Linked DNA regions of Mus musculus: region 2 is linked to region 1. Evidence: chromatin contacts called from public Hi-C data. All regions are on one chromosome and are shown on one strand. Each heading gives the region's core, a stretch centred on a gene start, on an enhancer-like site or on the middle of the called end of the contact. The rest is flanking DNA. Distances are from core to core; before and after follow the strand shown.

What was found. A called contact is a pair of places that touch in the nucleus more often than the background predicts.
Region 2: a contact with region 1 is called in a Hi-C map of bone marrow-derived macrophages, with 17 read pairs. The contact joins two enhancer-like sites. A contact is called at or near these places in 1 of 39 promoter capture datasets (cranial neural crest), 1 of 484 Hi-C or Micro-C datasets (bone marrow-derived macrophages), 3 of 115 datasets of contacts at active chromatin or transcription factors (bone marrow-derived macrophages, embryonic stem cells and pancreatic cancer cells) and 1 of 9 other capture datasets (macrophages).

What each region holds. Positions count from the first base shown.
Region 1 is chr6:34,477,753-34,484,258 of GRCm38.p6, reverse strand. All of the region lies in intron 1 of Bpgm (2,3-bisphosphoglycerate mutase), which reads right to left. Among named protein-coding and RNA genes, the nearest start is that of Bpgm, 4.6 kb to the right of the region's middle. Within about 2 kb of position 2,683, at least 55 of the 459 cell types and tissues checked have an H3K27ac peak or open chromatin away from gene starts, as enhancers often do. A contact at or near this core is called in bone marrow-derived macrophages, where this site is marked.
Region 2 is chr6:34,832,500-34,839,005 of GRCm38.p6, reverse strand. It overlaps Agbl3 (ATP/GTP binding protein-like 3), which reads right to left. Exons shown (of 20, transcript NM_001289656.1): 16 at 6,430-6,501; 17 at 2,148-2,193. Among named protein-coding and RNA genes, the nearest start is that of Gm46957, 13 kb to the left of the region's middle. Within about 2 kb of position 2,640, at least 7 of the 459 cell types and tissues checked have an H3K27ac peak or open chromatin away from gene starts, as enhancers often do. A contact at or near this core is called in bone marrow-derived macrophages, where this site is marked.

The DNA of each region.
Region 1 (6,506 bases), core at 1,434-3,933:
ATGTGTGCAGGAGAGACTGCTGGACCACAGGCAGGGCAGGAGTGCTGACTTCTGAGGACTGTGTGAGTATTGGAGGCAACTCTTAGGAAGAGATGGCGCTTTTCTGTAACCTGTGTCCTTTCTTCCTCAGCACAAGGCAGTGTGTGTGTGTGTGTGTGTGTGTGTGTGTGTGTGTGCGCGTGCGTGTCTACACAGCCATTTCAGAAAGTGTACTGAAACACAGGACTACGGAGGGAAGCTTAGCTTGTCACTGCTGCAGATGAGCCTCGCCAGGCCAAACAGGCACTGCAGCCTATGGGAAAGCTACCTTTGTAACTGAGACCATGTTCCTTTCCTCCAAAATCCTAACCCAGTCCCTTAAAACCCCTACCAGGCTTCATTTTCGCTCCATTCTGTTTGGGAAAAGCCACCACCCTGCAGCTGGTTCTTGTGGCTGCTGTTTTTAATCTCTCAGCAAGTTACGGACACCAAAGTTAGGCACTGATTTTTCAATCAGTAGTTTACGATCAAAAAAAGTCTGCATAGGTGATTGGATTATTATTTCCTAGAGTTTCTTCCTTTCACTGTTTATTTAATGAGTTTATTTAACGTGTTCTGCCTGAATGTCTGCCTCTGCACCACATGCAGTATGCCTGGTGCCCACAGAGACCAGAAGAGGGCGTCAGATCCCCAGGTCTGGAGTTAGACACAGCTGTGGGCTGCCATGTGGATGCTGGGAACTGATCCCAGGTCCTCTGGAAGAGCAGCCAGAGCTCTTAATTGCTTAGCCATCTCTCCAGCTGCAGCTTCTTACTTTTAAGAGTATGGTCTGCCTGAAGAAACGTTTTCTAAACCAACATAGTTCTACCCGACTCTAGCTTGTCTTGCCTTTCCTTTCTCTCCACTGTTTTCCCTTCTTTCCAGACATTTCCTTATTGTCATCTAAGGGTAGCTGTGTGTATGACATAGGTGTGATGTAATTTTTATTTTCCTGTAGCAATTGTTCTCTTTGAGGCTTACTGCCTCAGTCTGCTAACTGAGTCCTAGTCCTGGAAGCTTCTAGACTTCGTACAGTCTTATCTAGGCCTAGAATGATTTCAGCCTCTGAGTCTTGCTGAATAAGCTCGCCCTTTCTACTTCTGAACTCTGGCAGGCTGATTCAACTCAGCTGTTCTGGCTCAAGCTCTGCTCCAAGCTGACTGACTCAATATGGCTTTTCTCTCTCAGCCTCTGCTTGGCCTCAAACTCACTCTAGCCATCTGTTCTGATCTTCTGGCTCCTTCTCATTCTCTGGCTCGTTCTGTCTTCATGTGTCTAGCTTGTTCTCTTCAACCTGTCTCTGTGCAACTGTCTCAGGAAACCTGCCTCCTTCCCCTCTCCCTCTCTCTCTGCACTGCTCTTAAGCAGCTCCTCTTCCTCTCTCGTGTGGAAGTTGGGCGTGTCCTAGCTCTGACTCATTCTGTCAAATCTTCCTCTAATCCATCACTTTGCCTGCCCCTCAGTTAGAACTCACTTCCAAACTAGAGTGTTTCCTTCTACAAATAAACCTTACCTTTATTGTTTGGGATTAAAGGTGTATACTAAAGGCATGTCTGTATTCCACCCAGAGGGATTAAAGGTGTGTGCCAAGGGCTGAGTCACACCACAACTAGAAACAGTTGGGTTTTGGGTTTGTTTTTTTCTAGTAAATAACACAATCTCAAAGTTCACAGTGTAATCAAATATCCTACAACACATGTGTGCATGCTTTATATATGTGTACATGTGTGTGTGTGTGTGTGTGTGTGTGTGTGTGTGTGTATACACAGGTCAGAGGCTACTGTCCAAGTGTTTTCCTCTATTGCTTTTACATCATCATCATCATGAGACATGACTCCATATTAAACCTGGATCTTACAGATTGAACAAGACTAGCTGTCCAGGAAGCCTCAGGGATTCCCCCGTCTCAGCATCTCCAGTGCTAGGATAATAGGCATGCACCACCAAGCCTAGCTTGGATGGATGGATGGATGGATGGATGGATGGAGGGACGGACAGATGGATGGACGGATATGCTGGGAATCCAAGCTCAGGTTTTCACATTTGCACAGGACTGTGCCATCCCCTAGTCCTAGACGTTGTTTTCTTCATCCTCTGACTATGAAGGTATCTACAAATGTGTGCCTTGCCTACCTACTCTACTGAAGTGATTTCTCAAAAGACCATGATTACTCACGCCTATGTGGAGACCATCTTCTCTCAGGGCACCTCAGTCTGCTGCTCAGACTATGAGTTCAGTCCTGCATTTCCTCCAGCTTTCCTTCTTTTACACTCTGGTCTTGGATCCCACCCCAGCTATCGGTGGTGGTGGTGGTGGTCTTAACCACAGCAGTTTATTCAGAGTGCATGTTCAAACTCTCAACTACTATCCATGGGGTACCTCCCATTGTGCCCACTTTACAGATGCAGAACTGAAAGGAGTAACCTGCCTAAATTAGCACAGGTTGTAGGTGGCAGAAGTACAAGTCAGTCTCAGTTGTCCCCAAGGAAACACCCATGCCCTGAACCACTCTGCTGCACTGCCACACTGGAACCCCAGGCTCTGGCCTCAAACCTCGAAACCTCATTTTTTTTTCTCACTCCTTTCAACACGTTAAAGGGAATGATTCACATTCTGCAAGCCAAGCCCTCACCAGCCTTCCCAGCACAGTCGATTGATTCACTTTTCCAAACGTGCAGCGATGCCACTTGGGCCCAGCACAATGGTCAGCCTGTGAGGAAAACAGGCTCCAGCCTGGACTGTGCCTTCAGAGCGGCAGTGAGGAAGGCTGACTGTGTGCACTTGCCACTGTGTCACTAACAAGGAAAAGTAAGTCACACTGGCAGAGGTTCTTTATTCTTAAAAAAAGAGGAAGAGGAAAGAGAAAGCATCTCTCCCTCCATGGACACAGCATTACAGAGGGTGGATTTGGAAAGATATTTAAATTTAAGTTGATTAAAAGAGAAGTGGAGTTCTGGCCTAAGGTAACAATCAGGAACAGGTGCAGAGAGAACAGGAGGCCCATTCAAAATGGCGAGAACTAGAAGTAGCTGACTATTCCCTCTGATTTGCCTAAAACACTATTGCTTTATGCTTTTTTTTCCTTCCCCAACATAATTATTACTAAGGCCCCTTTCACACCTAGGTGTCCCATTTGGAAAATTATATGGTCACTCTGTCATAGGGTATAATCAGGAAGTAGGCGGAGACGAGGCTAGAAAGATAAAACTGAATAGAGGCTCAAGGAGGACCTTGTGCCAAAGAATGCCGACTCTTATGTAAACACTGAGACCTCATTAGAGGTTTAATGGCACACATTTGAGGGCCAGGAAGCATTCACGCTCACAGAGAAGTCTAAATATTAGCTGTGGGGGGTTTTGCAGGAAACCCTGGTGACATACAGTGACAACCTGGGCCAAGAAGACAGCTGCTGGAAAGGAATAAAGATAAGTGAGAAAGAAACTGTAGTTTGTTTAAGATGCTGGCAATATTCCCTGTAAAAATCTAAGCAGTCAATTTTTTTTTAGCTTTGCAGACTATATGATCTCTGTCATAATATGTACAGTTGTACAATTTTGTCTCTGTAGCTGCAAGTATCTGTACGCAACACGTGAGTAAATGTGATATAATTTGATGGTGGCATCAAAATTAGAATCTCATATCATTTTCACATGATCTATTGTTATCAGTAGGCTAATTTCAACAATTTAAAATGAAAAAAATCCATTTATATCTTGTGGAATTTATATATATATATATATATATATATATCCAGAAGGCTCTGGTGTGCAAATCCCTGCTTAGCTAGACCCCATACATGGATGTGCTCCCAACATTATAAAATAGCCAGCTTATAAGTGAGACCTTGTCTCAAGGAAATGAAACAAAACAAAACAAACAAGCCAAACCACCAGTTTGTACCCTTAGCCAGAAAGAACTGCAAAGTGCCCTGGGGAATGGAATCCCATTCAGAGTTGTTTTATTCCTCACATAAGTCAGCATTGAGCACACTGAAGTCAGAGTACCCAGTCTGTGCTTAATTCAGTATTTAGGAACAGGTTCGAGGGGGGGAGTGGGGGGAGAACTATGGGGAAATGATTCACTTGTTAGCCTCCCACAAACATGGGCTCTCGTTTGACATACCCTCTTTGTAAATCATGTTGCAGTACACTAAACGTGAATGTAGATTTGCTCAGGAGCAGGACCTAACCAGTTGTCTTAGCAGTACAGGAAAAAAAAAAAAAATCAGGTAATTCAAAAGACCTTTTGCCAGTTATAACGAAGACCTTTCATTATATCTTGAAATTTCATCTCTATATTCCATATATTCTATATGTTGAAATTCCATCTAGATTATGACACCAAAGTTTTTTTCCCTATAAATGCCACCATGAAGCTGTGCTTCAAACTTCAATTCTCTTGACAAAGCAGAAACAGAAAGAGCTGACAGGCTGAGTGACAGGCACGTAAAACCCTCGGGTCTGCCCTTGGGTCTGCCGCATGGCCCACATTTGCATGTTATTTCCTCCATCTGTTTACAAATTAACAGCGATGGGACTTTGCTTCCTCCCTCCCTCGGCGTTTGAAAAGTTAAGTTCGCCTAAGACTCTTGTATCAGAACTCGGGGAAGAGACAGTTAAGTCACAGGGTAAAGAGAAGCCCAAACTTCTACTTCTCCCATTTTCAAACTAACCATAATATGTCAAGTAATATCAAATAAGGGACTTGGGGCCAGAATCTCTCAAATCTAGAACTTACTCTTAAGGATTAAACATTTAAAACCCATCTCAGAGTACTCTGAGATTTTCCTTGGTACAGATCCTCACTGTACAGTTCTCAGCAACCATTACTCCCCACTGTACGAGGCAGCTAGCCTTACGGAAGATGAGCTGGCTGTATTTGAGGACAAGGAGAAAGACTACTGATGCCTCTCATCAATTACAAAGGAAAGAGGCAAATGAAACCCAGCATTTAATTCCTTAGGGTTTCAAGTGTCTTAACAAGACACACCTTCCCCAGACTCAGGCTGTTTAAACATAAACTGAGTCCTGGCAGCACTTGAGATCCCACTATTACTTCCCTAAAAGTTGATGTGGTGATGTGGTAACTTTCCCACTTGTGTGTGAAGTGCTAAGAACACCCCTGCAGCAGACTCTGCCACTCACAGGCATCTCTCACAAAAACCTTACATCACACACACACACACACACACACACACACACACACACACAGGGTTACAAAAGCAGCAAATTACAGCAGGTAGAGCCCTCTTTACATGAAAGAGTTACACGTGTGTAGTCGTGAGATTTGACTTTGCCTGAGCCGAGGTACTTGCTACACCCTGCTAGCAATCAGCAGTGTGGGCACCGCCCACTCAAGAGTCTTCTTTTCTCTCCCCAGTTACTGCTCTAGGGTGGCAGGCTTGTCAATACAAACTGTGTCCATCAAATCCCAAAAGCTCACAAAAGCCTGCGCTGGAGCACTGTTTAGCAGCTGACTCACGGTTGGAGAATGAATACATTCAATTCTTTGAACACTAAGTTATAACAAAAGCATTACTCCCTTAGGAAATATAAAATTAATTGTGGTGAGGTACTCTAGCAAACAGAGGTAGAAAGGACTGGGATTTAGCTCACTCATGCAGATTGGTACAGACCACAGGCCTGTCAAAGTGATTCTACTGGGCTAATGGTATGGCTAGACATGAAATCGAGGAATAAAGTAACGTGAAGGGAAAGGTTAAACAGGAGACTTGAGCAGGAGAGAGCAAGCAGCAATCGAATGTGCGAGAAGGGGAAGGCGGAATGAATTATGCAGTCCTAGAAGCACACCAAATACTATTAGAGTGTGCAGTCCAAACACGTTAGTAAAGTCGATGTTACATTCACATTCTATAAAGTAGTTTATTGCCATGTCTTTCTAAATGGAAGGGTTTTGCTATTGATATCTTTGGATCCAGGCTCTGGCTATGTGGCCCAGGCTGGCCACGGTCTTGCAGCAATCCTCCAGCCTCAACCTCCTAAATCCTGGGATTACAGGAGCAAGGCACCATGCCCAGATGTCAATCCCTTCGCTCTCTTTCTCCAAACACCGCCTCACGCTTGGCTTCAATTCCAAGAACATCCGAGAAGCCACCAGTGCAAGCATGTTGCCCTCTGTTCTCTAGGCATGCAGAGTTAGATGCATGGATTATGAAGTTAGATGTACCAACCACTTCATAAAGTGAAACAACCCTATTAATCTCACAAACCATAAAAGGTGAAGAGGAAGAGAAACTTAACACAAAATAGCCAAACACTTAACAGTTGCCTCTGAGTAATGAGATTAAAGATGACAATTTTGGGGGGCTATACTAGATTTCTATACTCTCCTTTAAAAAAATATTTTTTTTACAATGATCTGGTTAGTTTGGTTCAGTTTAAATATGGGCACAAAAGAATATGTCCTTGAAGCCGGACACTTTTATTTGCTATAGACTTCATACAGAGGTCAATACAGTGAGAGTTTC
Region 2 (6,506 bases), core at 1,391-3,890, 350 kb before region 1:
GTGCATACATGTGCATACATGTGCATACATGTGCATACATGCCAGCTGAACAGGTCCTCTGCAGGAACAGAGTGCTTTTAACCACTGAAAACTCTTTTTAGCCCCATCATTTCTTATCTTGGCATTTATCATTTGATTACTTTCCATAGGATAGCTTATCTTAAAGTGATCAACTCTAGGTCCAAGTATAGTTATTTCCAACAATGCCTGTCATATTATCAGTTATGTAACCAATTCCCTAGGCTTCTGGAGTAAGAGAATACACATCTAACAGATCCTTTTTTGTAGTTGTTGAACAGAAACCAGGTTCCTAGGAAAGAAGGCAAGGAAGGAAGAAAAGGCACGCCATCACCTCCTGCAGTGAAATTACATAGTTTTGCAAATTCAGTGAGTTCTCAGATGCTTATCTGTGATTACTTAAGCCACTGTCCAGACAGTAGTTAATATCATTATTCCCATGAATAGGAAAATTGATCAAAGGAAATAGAGATACAGTAGTTGCCAGTTCAGAGAAAGATTCCAAGCTGGTCTATGTAATCTCTGGCATCGCTGTTTGACCAATAGTCCACAAACACGGGCGAGACTGTAGTAAACTATGTGGTTGCTCTGCATTCATCCTACAGTGCTAATGAACTTGTGAGAAATCAGATAATTCAATGATAAACACAGAAATAAACAGCTTTAGTTAAGATTTTAAAGCATCATCCATCAAGGACAAAAATTCAGGTGACAGCAGATGCTGGTGAGGTTGTGGAGAAAGAGGAACACTCCTCCATTGCTGGTGGGATTGCAAGCTTGTACAACCACTCTGGAAATCAGTCTGGTGGTTCCTCAGAAAATTGGACATAGTACTACCGGAGGATCCCGAAATACCTCTCCTGGGCATATATCCAGAAGATGTTCCAACTGGTAAGAAGGACACATGCTCCACTATGTTCATAGCAGCCTTATTTATAATAGCCAGAAGCTGGAAAGAACCCAGATGCCCCTCAACAGAGGAATGGATACAGAAAATGTGGTACATTTACACAGTGGAGTACTACTCAGCTATTAAAAAGAATGAATTTATGAAATTCCTAGGCAAATGGATGGACCTGGAGGGCATCATCCTGAGTGAGGTAACCCAATCACAAAAAAACTCACATGATATGTACTCACTGATAAGTGGATATTAGCCCAGAAACTTAGAATACCTAAGATACAAGATACAATTTGCAAAACACATGAAACTCAAGAAGAATGAAGACCAAAGTGTGGACACTTTGCCCCTTCTTAGAATTGGGAACAAAACACCCATGGAAGGAGTTACAGAGACAAAGTTGGGAGCTGAGACAAAAGAATGGACCATCTAGAGACTGCCATACCTGGGGATCCATCCCATAATCAGCCTCCAAATGCTGACACCATTGCATACACTAACAAGATTTTGTTGAAAGGACCCTGATATAGCTGTGTCTTGTGAGGCTATGCTGGGGCCTAGCAAACACAGAAGTGGATGCTCACAGTCAGCTATTGGATGGATCACAGGGCCCCAATGGAGGAGCTAGAGAAAGTACCCAAGGAGCTAAAGGGGTCTGCAACCCTATAGGTGGAACAACAATATGAACTAACCAGTACCCCCCGGAGCTCGTGTCTCTAGCTGCATATGTATCAGAAGATGGCCTAGTCAGCCATCATTGGAAAGAGAGGCCAATTGGTCTTACAAACTTTATATGCCTCAGTACAGGGGAACGCCAGGGCCAAGAAGTGGGAGTGGGTGGGTAGGGGAGAAGGTGGGGGAGGGTATGGGGGACTTTTGGGATAGCATTGGAAATGTAAATGAAGAAAATACCTAATTAAAAAAAAGATTTTAAAGCATCATCCATCAAGGACAGTTTGGGCATACTGACATTGGCTCAGAACCCTCAGGAAATAGGAGGTTAGGGGGGCCCCCAGAGTATACCAGAGACCTGGGAGGTTCAAAACTGAACCTGGGTGTGTTCTTACACATTATAGTGATTTAGATAGGTGGGATCTAAAGATAAACTAGATCAACTTTTTTTCCCTACACAGTAAACTTATTTGTTGCTTTAATTCAAAATTAAATATCCTAATACAGAAGAAAAAAATAATATAGTTAGGAAGAAAATCAAGTTTAATTCTCCTACCTGGACCATGTTTTTCCGGGATAAAACCTTTGTCCAGGAATTTTCACTAAAAAGGAAAATATACCATAAAATATCTGAAGTAACATTTTAAGATCAACAAAACTTAATTTTAATCTTCTTGACAATTACTTTGTGTAACTTAATGGCTAGATAATTTAGTTAAATAATGTTTTGTTTACACATGAATTATATGACTACAAATTCCTCCTGATAGCCTTTTAATAAGATGGTTCCAAGAGAAGAATAACCTGTAGGATTATCTATGTATTAACTACAAACCAGGAAAGTAACTGATGGCCACGAGTGCAGCTCAGTGGCAGAGGACTTGCCTAGTATGTGTGAGGCTCTGTGTACACTAGGACAAAAAGAATGTTTAGAAAAAGCAGCAGCAGCAGCAGCAGCAGCAGCAGCAGCAGCAATGAAACAGGAAGCCAGCAAGACTTACTCATGAACCCAAGTAAGTCCCTTTGAGTGGTGCCTCCTATCAGGGAGGCAGATCCAGGAGTATTATGAGTTAAAGGCTGGCTTGAGTTCTTAGTCAGCCTAGGTTATAGTTCAAGATTGTAAAAGAGAGGAAAAAAGGAGGAAGAAACAACAGCAACCACCATCAGCAAAAAGCAAAACCACCTCCACAACTTGTGAAGGATGTGTCATACACACCCATGTGGTCAGTGTTTTAGAGGGGTGATTTACGATGTACATGTATCAGATCAGAGTAAACTACAAGGTATAATACATAACTATTATGTACATATTTTAATATTTTAATATATGGAGTCTAAATTATATATTATTACATATTTTTGTCATTATAGATATCTTATTATTTAAAGAAAATAATAATAGAACTAGTTGATAGTAACAATCACAGTTACCAACCATAGCAGAACAAGTTAATTAGGGTATAGTGATAAAATTACTTTTATAACAATGCTCTCTGATACAGACTTTTAACTCTTTTGTAAGAGTTATATGGTCTTATATGGTTAGCTTAAGCTAACTGCAAACTCTCCCTGTATGAGACCAGGATATAATATGCTCATGTAATATGCAAGTGATTTCACCACCTAGCCTTTTGATTGAACATTGTTGTTTTGAGGGAAGCTGAAAATATTTTCATTTGATTTAGTTTTTGTTTATCTAATCTCAGGTTCTTGAGATTCATTCTACCTGTGCACTTTTACTTTTCTTTCCCTTTAGGATGCCTCTGTCAACTTAACAGGCATAGGAAGACATACCAAGTGTGAGAGCAAAGGATTTATTCAGGTCAAAGTGAGGATGGCCACCTGGGACATAATCTAGCTGTCTAGAGTTAAGTGCTTTGAGGTTTTACAAAATGATAGCTGTATTTATAATTTTAAGCTGCATGAGAGGTTTGAAAGTATTTGTTCTGCAAGTATAATAGGTACTGGATAACTTAAACTGTCTTATAAAAAGTGTATTGGACATGTCTCATTCTCCGGGTAATTTGGGGGGAGGGGTCCATTGTACACAATGTCAGTAGAATGTAATAAACAATGCTTTAAGAATCTGAAGTATGCCAAGTCCTAAGATCAGCTTCATGGAGGGGTTATTTGTTTTTCAAACAGAGTTCAAAGGTTTAACTGTGGATGTATGTGAGAGCAGATCTGTCTCCTAGTCCATTTTAGTGTGCAAACCAATTCTACTCCAGTTTGTCTTCCTTGACACTTAACCTTGAATTAGTTTCTACATGTTGTACCATGTCCTCTCTTGAGTCTTTCCATATCTTATAGTGTGTGTGTGTGTCTGTGTGTGTGCATGCACGCGCATGTAGAAGTCAGAGGTTGATGTCCTGTCTTTTGTTTTGTAAAAGTCTCTCACCTGAACTCAGACCTTCCTGAATCCATCTACTTAAGCCAGCCAGCTTACTCGAGAGATCCCACTTCTGCCCTCAGAGCAATCATGTACACCTGGGCTCTATCTTTGGCCATCTCTCTCCATAACTAGCCAAGCATACTCCTCTATTTGCCAGCAAAACAGCATAGTCGTTTAGCCTTCTCTCTTTAGGGATGCATGGGTCAAGCTGGCACTGGGATGGTACTCCTTATCTTTTCAAGATCCTTGACAGGAAACTGCTTCACAATAGTTGCTTCATTGCTGAAGCTCTGTAGCAATGGGATGATTTGTATTGCAATTAATAATACCAAGTGTAGTCAAAGTTGCCTGATGAATTAGGCCTAATGAATTATGGTTAAGACTAGAGTATTCTCCAAGTTTTTCTGTGCCTTAGGATTGATGAGATGTAGATGCAAACATTAGATAATGGGGTAGATATTCTGTTCTCTTTGTGGTGGTATAAAACTTATAAGGAACAGATTCATGTCAACCAATGGTCATGGCCCTATCCCTCCTATCCCTCTCTCTTGAACTGTTGGTTACTGATAACTTCTGGGAAGTGAGTCACTCATTCAGTCACTGTCTTCATTTGTGTACCAGATGGCAATCCAACCATCCTCTAATGGATAGTTGTAACTCTATGGTCACAAAGGCAGCTCCAGTTAACCTTAATGAGTCATTAAACAAAACAGAAAGATGTGAATGCAGGAAAGAGGGGGACTAATGGTGCTGGGGAAAGTTGATGGGAGGGTGTGATGGCTTGTATATTCTTGGGCCAGGGAGTGGCACCATTTGGAGGTGTGACCTGGTTGGAGTAGGTGTGCCTCTGTGGGTGTGGGCTTAGGATCCTCACCCTAGTTGCCTAGGAGTCAGTCTTCCACTAGCAGCCTTTGGATGAAGACATAGAACTCTCAGCTCCTCCTGCACCATGCCTGCCTGGATGCTGCCATGCTCCCACCTTGATGATAATGGACTGAACCTCTGAACCTGTAAGCCAGCCCCAATTAAATGTTGTTTTTATAAGACTTGCCTTGGTCATGGTGTCTGTTCACAGCAGCAAAACCCTAAGACAGAGGGGGCGTGGGGGAAGAGGAGAACCTGATCTGGTATAGGGTGAGGGAAGAGGACTGAAGCCTTGAGGGCCAGCAGAAAGAATGGAAACAGGCAACTTCAGGAAATAGGAGGTTGGGGGGACCCCCCAGAGTACATCAGGGACCTAGGAGGTAAGAGACTCCCAAGACTCAAAGGGAGGGAGGGACCTTAGATGAAATGCCCAACAGAAGAGAGAGGGAACTTATAGAGGCCACTACCTCCAGCAGGAAGCCAGGATAGCAAATGAGGGATGGTGTTGCCACCCCAGTCACATCCCTGACCCATAATTGTTTTTGTCTGAAAGAATTACAGGGATGGAAATGGAGAGGAGCCTGAGGAAAAGAAGGTCCAGTGACAGGCCCAGAGTGGGATCCAGCTCAAAGGGAGGTCCCAAGGCTTGACACTATTACTGAGGCTGTGGAGTGCTCACAAAAAGGGTCCTATCATGACTGCACTCCGAATGACCCAACAAGCAGCTGAAAGAGTCAGATGCAGATATTTGCACCCAAACAATGGACAGAAGCAGCTGACCCCTGTTGTTGAATTAGGGAAGGCTGAAAGAAGCCGAGGAGAAGGGCGATTCTGTAGGAGGACCAACAGTCTCAATTAATCTGGACCCTTGAGATCTCTCAAACACTGTACCACCAAACAGCAAGCATAGACCAGCTGATATGAGGCTCCCAACACACATACAGTAGAGGACTTCCAGGTCTGTGTTCATTCAGAGATTATGCACCTAACCTCTAGGAGACTGGAGGCCCCAGGGAGTTTAGAGGTCAGATGTGGTGGGGGTTTGGGGGGGGGGGAGGTGAGGATATGGAGAGGTGGAGGGTGGGGAATAGAATATGGAGTGTAAAAAATAAATAAAAAATAAAAAACAAAAGAGAGGGTAGGTGGTAAAAGCTACACACACACACACACACACACATATATACACACACACACATATACATATATATACACACACATATGAGAAAAGGTCAAATGACAGTTAATACAAAATTAAAAACAAGTTCATGTATAAGCAATCTCATTTCAGTTGGCTTTTTCTATACATTTCCAGATCTGGAAAGAAGCAAAAAATTATGCTCCAAAATGTTTGGTAGGGTGAATGCTGGCACCCTAAGCATAAAAGGGAGGGCAGCGCTGACAGTAATATATATATATATATATATATTCAGTACCGTAAGTACAATTTTATCTCCCTCTTTTCTCTCTTTTTACTAGACCATCTTCTTCTTCTTTAAAATAGAGCTTGATGGGATATAAAGATGACTGTTATTGCACATATACAGATTGTAGGCGATCCCATTTCTGAGCCCACTTTACTCACCCACGCCTTGGTTAGGCAACGGTCTTCTGAAACAGTGAGCCACATAAACATCTGGTGCATCTATCCTTGGATCTGGA